Linked DNA regions of Mustela erminea: region 2 is linked to region 1. The links are chromatin contacts, called in public Hi-C maps. All regions are on one chromosome and are shown on one strand. The core of a region is the stretch at or near the end of the contact, and the rest is flanking DNA. Distances in the headings are between cores, read along the strand shown.

Evidence for each region. Hi-C and Micro-C count contacts between places; a contact is called where the count stands out from the background.
Region 2: a Hi-C map of fibroblasts shows a contact between it and region 1, with 5 times the contacts expected there. The contact joins two enhancer-like sites. A contact is called at or near these places in 3 of 3 Hi-C or Micro-C datasets (fibroblasts, skeletal muscle and spleen).

What each region holds. Positions count from the first base shown.
Region 1 is chr2:130,240,784-130,244,509 of mMusErm1.Pri, forward strand. It overlaps LIAS (lipoyl synthase, mitochondrial), which reads left to right. Exons shown (of 8, transcript XM_032334117.1): 7 at 1-60; 8 at 2,597-2,844. The coding sequence ends at 2,652. Among named protein-coding and RNA genes, the nearest start is that of LIAS, 14 kb to the left of the region's middle. Within about 2 kb of position 1,253, the one cell type or tissue checked has open chromatin away from gene starts, as enhancers often do. A contact at or near this core is called in fibroblasts, where this site is marked.
Region 2 is chr2:130,401,631-130,405,527 of mMusErm1.Pri, forward strand. No RefSeq gene overlaps it. Among named protein-coding and RNA genes, the nearest start is that of SMIM14, 27 kb to the left of the region's middle. Within about 2 kb of position 1,566, the one cell type or tissue checked has open chromatin away from gene starts, as enhancers often do. A contact at or near this core is called in fibroblasts, where this site is marked.

The DNA of each region.
Region 1 (3,726 bases), core at 3-2,502:
ATGAACTTGGATTTCATTATACTGCTAGTGGCCCTCTGGTGCGTTCTTCATATAAAGCAGGTAAGTTACACTGCGGGGGATAGTTTTATTCAGACCGTAAGTTTCCACGTTAATATTACAATAGCTGTGCTTGCCTTTTGAAGGAAGAATTGTTTTTTTGGAACATCTTAGGAACTTTGCTCCATAGAGGACTTGTTAAGGAAAAATTTCTCTTAAACCTGTTTTTTTTCCTTAAATAAAGAGTTCCCTCCCCCTTTCTAGCTCAGCCACTGTAATGAAAACAGGAGTAATTAGCTTATTCTTTGTGTGGCTTTCAGTAGTAGGTTATTCAGAAATGACAAATACCAGTGAAGTATATAACACCGTTTTCTGAAAAATGTGTATTCATTTGACAGCCGTGCCAGCTGCATCTCTAAATAAACTCCTAATTTCAGATCAGTTTAAATCCTGATGGGTGCTGCATACCCATTAATATCTTTATGGTTTTCTCCCAGAGGCGATAGGAAAAAATTTTAAGATTCTTTTCCATATAGAAATTTCGACTCTTTTTGCTAGCCACACTGCAGTTCTTCACTTTGTAATCTCAGCTCTTATTTTGATTAGGAGCTTGAGCTGACTTACAAAATGAAAAGCCTTTTCCAAGGGTTAAAAAGTCATGTGATCGTGGCCATCAAAAAGTCTATGAGGACATATCTGAAGCCCAAATTTAATCCAAAAAAATGTTTATAATGTTTTCCCTGTCAGTTGGATTTCACAATTATAATTTCTTGAAGAATAAGTGTTATTTTTTTGGATAGGTCTAAACTACGTGATTACCGTAAATGATCTTTTAGATGACTGTGTTACATATTGGGCTTAAATCACAGATATAGGGGCACCTGGATGGCTCATTGGGTTAAGACCTCTGCTTTCGGCTGAGGTCATGATCCCAAGGTCCTGGTACTGAGCCCTGCATCTGGCTATCTGCTCAGCAGGAAGCCTGCTTCCTCCTCTCTCTCTGCCTGCTTCTCTGCCTCCTTGTGATCTCTGTCTGTCAAATAAATAAATAAAATCTTTAAGAACAATCACAGATACATTTAAATTAGGCACACATTCTTTTGATAAAAACTAATGTTCATGTATGAGTGATATTCAGTGTGCTCCTGTAAAGAAATTCAAGACATTTCAATGAACTAACCACAGCTTATCCTAGTTATAAAACCCAAGACTTTGAATCAACACTGACTCACAGGATGTGGGGACTTTGGAAGCCAATAAAGTGATTTATTCTTCAAGCAAGAAGAATTCTGCCAGCAAGCTGAAAACCTTTGTAAAGGATAGAACTAACATCAGCTTCCGGAGTGGTTAGAGTAAAGTAAAATCATTTGAAAGGGGTTTTTATTTCTTTTTTTTTAAGGAAAATTTTTAACATTTATAAGAAAGTAAATTATGAACTTTTTAAAGTTACCAGTAAAAGATCGAATTCTACTATGTAGAGCATTAGACTCAGCTGATGGGTTAGGGTCTGAGAATGTTGGTTCTACTCCTGCCAGATTTAGATAGCGTGGCTAACTCTTCATTACTTGGCTGGGTTGTGAACCTTGGGATTTTTGGCGATTGGGTACAGATACGCTCATTGCAGTTATACTAGGATATTAAGATGACAAAGCAAAGTTCATCAGACTCCTCATAAAACCAGGCCTGCGGTGCTGGGCTCTGCCAATAAGCACTGAGCCGTGCGGGAACAGTGAGACACTAAATGGAACCCTAATGACCTGAGAAGGGAATGTGCCCCCTCTAAGCAGCTGTCTTAATGCACAGGCACACCGAGGGGGTGGGGAGCAGGCCCGTTGTAAATGAAGAGCTCCTGCCTCCCTAGAGGGGGATAAGCTAACGGGATTCCATCAGATGAGTCGGCTCAACTGCAATAAGGTCTGTTTTATAAACATCAGATCCAGGCTAATAACGTAGCAGAATTGCTCTCTGAAATGAATCGTGCCAACAGCAATGCTTTGTCAGAGACAAGGAATAGATAGTGCACGTAGAGTGGAATAAATGTTCAAAAGCAGACCCACAGACATAATAGGGTCATCTTTACAATATTGAGGTACTAGAAAGAGTAACAGAGACTAGTGATAAAAAAATTTTTGTAAGCAATGGGGGTAGAGTTTACTTTTTAAAAAAAAGAGAGGGAGAAAGAGATAAAGCAGGGCTCCTGGGTGCCTCAGTCATTGGGTATCTGCCTTCTGCTCGGGTCGTGATCTCAGGGCCCGGGATCAAGCCCCGCATTGGGCTTCCTGCCTGGCGAGAAGGCTGCTTCTCCCTCTGCCGATCACCCTGCTCGTGTTTCCTCTCTCACTGTGTCTCTCTCTGTCAAATAAATAAATAAAATCTTTAAAAAAAAAAAAAGAAAGATAAAGCTAACGGGGTGCCTGGCTGGCTCATTTGGTGGAGTCTGTGCCTCTTAATCTCAGGGTCACGAGTTCAAGCCCCACAGTGGGCGTAGAGCTTAACATTAAAAAAAAAAAAAAATGGCTAAAAAGAAGGGAAACATGGAAGTATAATTCTGAAATTTACATTAAATTGATATTAATGTATTTTCATTTTTCCTTAATAGGTGAATTTTTCCTGAAAAATCTCGTGGCCAAAAGAAAAAAGTCCTCTCAAGTATAACAAGACCTTCAAGATCACAGAAATTTTTAATATCTGATTCCAGTTGGTAAGAGAAGTGGTACCAAAATGCCTGACTTCAGTGGACATACCTCAGTCTCATTGTTTTAAGAAACACGTTGAGGGGCGCCTGGGTGGCTCAGTCGTTAAGCCTCTGCCTTCGGCTCAGGTCATGATCCCAGGGTCCTGGGATGGAGCCCCACATCAGGCTCCCAGCTCGGTGGGAAGCCTGCTACTCCCTCTCCCACTCCCCCTGCTTGTGTTCCCTCTCTCGCTGTGTCTCTCTCTGTCAAATAAATAAAATCTTTAAAAAGGAAAAAAAAAGAAAACCCACATTGATAGCTGTGCATATTTAATTAAATAATTCACTTGTCTTTTAGCCTTTCTTTGTTCTATTAACAATGGCTTGCTGTGATGTAATCATAAAATATCTTTTTAAGAGTTTTACTGTTAAGAGTATAATTTAAAAATACATGAAAAACTTCCAGAGAAGCTTCCAAGCCTGTTACTTGTACATCGTCATCACATTTCACTTGTGAAAAATGACACACTGTGATGAAACTGCACAGGTTGAGGCTCCTTACAGTTGGTGTATGTCCTTTACCAAACACTGCAGCAGCGCTGGGATAATTTAGAAAGGCTTTAGAGTTTGCATGTCGTTTCTTTACATTGGGATGACTGCTTCAGACCTGCAAAATAGTTTCACATTAGTTACTTGGTTAGGACCTTTGGGAAACCAAGATCACGATGGTATCGAAGACAGAGAAATATAACCTGAGAAAAAGAGTAATAACCCTCATCCAGTAGTATGCTACATGCACGTGCACTAGCCCGTTGATTCCTTCTGTTTTTCACCCCACTCTGGTGAGGTGGTTGCATACGATGGTAAGGACCTGAAGGGGAATTTTCTTTCCTAGGTACTAGATCTCAACTTCATCTTTAGACTCTAAATCCTGTTTTTGCTACTACATTCTTGCAAAGGAAGTTTTTAGACAGCTAAATTGTAAAATATATAATATGAATGACCAATTCTATTTTGAATTTTTAAATGGGCGAACTAATTTTTTTTTATAAAAG
Region 2 (3,897 bases), core at 316-2,815, 160 kb after region 1:
CCTAATATACTAAACCTTAATCAAAGAATCACCCAAGGGATACCTGGGTGGCTCAATTGGTTAAGGGTCTGTCTTCCGCTCAGGTCATAATCCCAGGGTCCTGGGATCAAGTCCTGCATCAGGCTCCCTGCTCAAGCAGGAAGCCTGCTTCTCCCATTGTTTGTGCTCTCTCTTTCTCTCTCTCAAATAAATAAATAAATTAATTAATAAGATAAAAATAATAAAAACTTAAAAAAAAAAGAATCAACCAATAAAAAATCCTTACCTTCTGCTTCCTGGTATGCAGAGGATTTTAACAGATCCCCACACCCCTTCAGTAAAGCCAAACAATCCCTCCTACTAAGAAGATGCTGCACAACACAGAATGATGTAAAATAAAAATAAGCAGGGGTGCCTGGATGGCTCAGTCAGTTGGATGTCTGCCTTTGGTCAGGTCACGATCCCAGGGTCCTGGGATCGAGCCTGGCATCGGGCTCCCTGCTCTGCGGGGAGCCTGCTTCTCCCTCTGCCTCCACCTGCCACTCTCCCTGCTTGTGCTCTCTTGGTCAAATAAAAAAATAAAATCTTTAAAAATAATAAAAACAAAGAAAAGTAAAAGTATGTAAAATAGAGACTGAGCTGTCTGGTATAGAGGTGATTCTTTGATTTTCTCTTTCTTATATTAAAAAATGTGCACATTTAAACTCCTATTCTGTGAGGAAGAAAGTAACAAGAGAACCACTCAATTGACATTATATAAGGTAGACTTTCTCAAACACAACAGAGAGGCGTCTAATACTTTTAACTGAAATTTTATATTTGGACCAGTTTTGTTGTATTAATAGTAAAAATGCTTCAAACAACATTTCTAAAGCCACCAGTGTACTCAGGAGGTACCTCCAGTGGTTTTACTAGCACAAAATTAGCTTTTAGTTTATAACTTTTTTTGTTAAGTATGACACCAACACTTGAGTTTAAGTAAGATCACAGTTCTTCAAGTGTTCTTGCTTTTGGTTCTACTCTTGCATATACATTTATACAATGTGCTTTATTAGTCAAATTTCCCATCCTAATCAAGCAACAGATTATTACTGTTTGCCATTTGTAAGACTTTGATGGACATTGCGAGAGAGAAAAGAAATAGATGACAGGGATTTGTCTATGAAGAACTACACTGAGTGGGAGAGAAAAACAAACGAAAAGGGAATTCCTTTGGAAACATTCATTCCATGCCTACAGGGAGACTCTGTTACCACCCTGGTTCCACAAATACCTGCCTCTCTGGCCACCCATCACTTTCTTCTGCTGGCTCCCATCACTCAGCATTGACCCTTTAACGTAATTCTTCCTCAGTGTTCTCTTGTTCTTCTCCCTACACACGGTCACCCTCAATGACCTCAATTCTTCCAAGTCTTCAAATGAACGTCAATGCAAATGACTCCCCAATCTGTAATTCTTTGTGCTGTGGAATCACATTTCCAACTGCCTGCGGGATTCATTCCAGAGGACTTTGTGGTTATCTCTTCTACGCGTAATACCCTCCAGGTCCAGAGACAGGCTTCACAGGGCTAAGAATCTTGTCCAGCCTCCTTGCTAGTTACTGGTTTAAATGAGCACAAAGCATTCTTTTTGGTCTCAGGGCCTGAGTCACTGCTGGGTTTGAGATTCAATCTAGGCATTGGCAAGTGAATAAACAGAGAGTGCCACATGGAGAGATAGCCTCTTTTTTCTCCAATATAGTGTAACAGAGGAAAACTTTTTTTTCTTTCTTTCTAGGTTCTTTGGCTTGTCTAATACTGAAATTGACATGAGACAGATGAGCAGGAGAAAAATTTAATTTCATACTTATGGGCTCATAAAAATATGAGACTCGAAGAGATGACCAAAGCAGAGAGTTTTTATACCTTTTAGGCAAAGACACAATAAATCCGTGAAGAACTGACAAGACAAAGAAGTTTGGGCCTGAAGTAGAAAGCTCATGAAGTAACTAGGTTTGCTTATATAGCCTTTTCAGCCCTGAATTTCTTCTCTCTGGCAATAAGGATGCTTTCTACCCTCCAGGTGCAAGGAGGGCACGCTTCACATGGGGGATTTATTTTCTGTCTTCAGGGGGACAGAGGAGGAGAGTGTCTTTTTGGTAGTGACTATTCCTTATGTAATTTTATTTTATTTATTTATTTTTAAAGATTTTATTTATTCACTTGACAGAGATCACAAATAGGCAGAGAGGCAGGCAGAGAGAGAGAGGGAAGCAGGCTCCCTGTGGAGCAGAGAGCCAGATGTGGGGCTCCATCCCAGGACCCTGGGATCATGACCTGAGCCAAAGGCAGAGGCTTTAACCCACTGAGCCACCCAGGCGCCCCCTGTTCCTTAAGTAATTTTAATTCAAAAGAATCAAAATCCCAAAGACGCATATTTGGGGCACCCTGCCCCAAAGGCTATCAGATATCTTGTGCAGATATGAGGCCAGAAAAGTTCAAGAACCTTAAAAAGCAGCCTAAGGAAAAAGCTGACACAAGGAAGAGAACAGAGCAAGAGAAGGGAAATGGAACTGGAGGTATTTTAGGTTAGCCCTAAAAGCCCGTCCCACCTCTGGATTTCTGATCGGCGGACCCAATACTTTCCTTATTATTCCAGTCCATTTGAGTAAGGGCTTATGTCCCTTGTTGCAAAAAGCATTCCGATGGACATACTCACCGTTGGTTAATGGACTTATGGACACAGTCACTTACACTAGAAATCAGAGTCACTGCAGATGCCTTCTTCTTTCACAATCACACTGTTCTGTGGTTTCTGCGTCCACAATCTATCTCATTTCAGCTCCTTCTTTTCATTACCTATTGTCACCCCCATAGCCATTACCTCTGTCCTACAACACTGCAACAGTTCCTAACTGGAGTCTCTCTACCTTTTTTTTTTTTAAAGATTTTATTTATTTATCTAACAGAGAGAGAGAGAGATCACAAGTACGTAGAGAGGCAGGCGGGGCGGGGGGTAGGGTGGGAGGAGGGCAGTAGGCTCCCCGCTGAGCAGAGAGCCCGATGTGGGGCTCCATCCCAGGAACCTGAGATCATGACCTGAGCTGAAGGCAGAGGCTTAACCCACTGAGCCACACAGGTGCCCCAATCCTTCCTCTTCTTTTGTTTCATTTGATGTGTTTCTTTTTGCTAGTAACTTTTTAGATAGAGTGAAAAAAATTTTTTTAAATAAAACATAGATTGATGCTATAACTTAGCAGAAATTCCAACAGATTTCCATGACCCATGACAGCGTTTCCTGAATGTGTTCCATAGAATAGTAGTCCCAGGAAAATATTAAAGAAAGGGTTTTGTAGGGGCGCCTGGGTGGCTCAGTGGGTTAAGCCGCTGCCTTCGGCTCAGGTCATGATCTCAGGGTCCTGGGATCGAGCCCCGCATCGGGCTCTCTGCTCCGCAGGGAGCCTGCTTCTCTCTCTCTCTCTCTCTCTCTCTGCCTGCCTCTCTGCCTACTTGTGATCTCTGTCTGTCAAATAAATAAATAAAATATTTAAAAAGAAAGGGTTTTGTGATCAAATACATTTAGGAATTTCATCTTTGGTAGCCAGATTTTGAGATAGCTCCCAAAGATTCTTCCTATCTCTGGGTACTTACTCTCTTCTATGGTGCCTTCCCACACAGTATCAGGATTGGTTTATGTGAGCACCAGAATATGGCAGAAGTGATGGTATGCTACTTCAGGATGAGGTCATAAACCTTAGCTTCTGTGTTGGTCTTTCTTGGATCACTCACTGTGGGGAAGCCAGTTGCCATTTCATGAGAAGAGATCCATGTGGCAAAGAACTAAGACCTTCTGGGGCACCTAGGTGGCTCAGTGGGTTAAAGCCTCTGTCTTTCCCTTGGGTCATGATCTCAGGGTCCTGGGATCAAGCCCCACATTGGG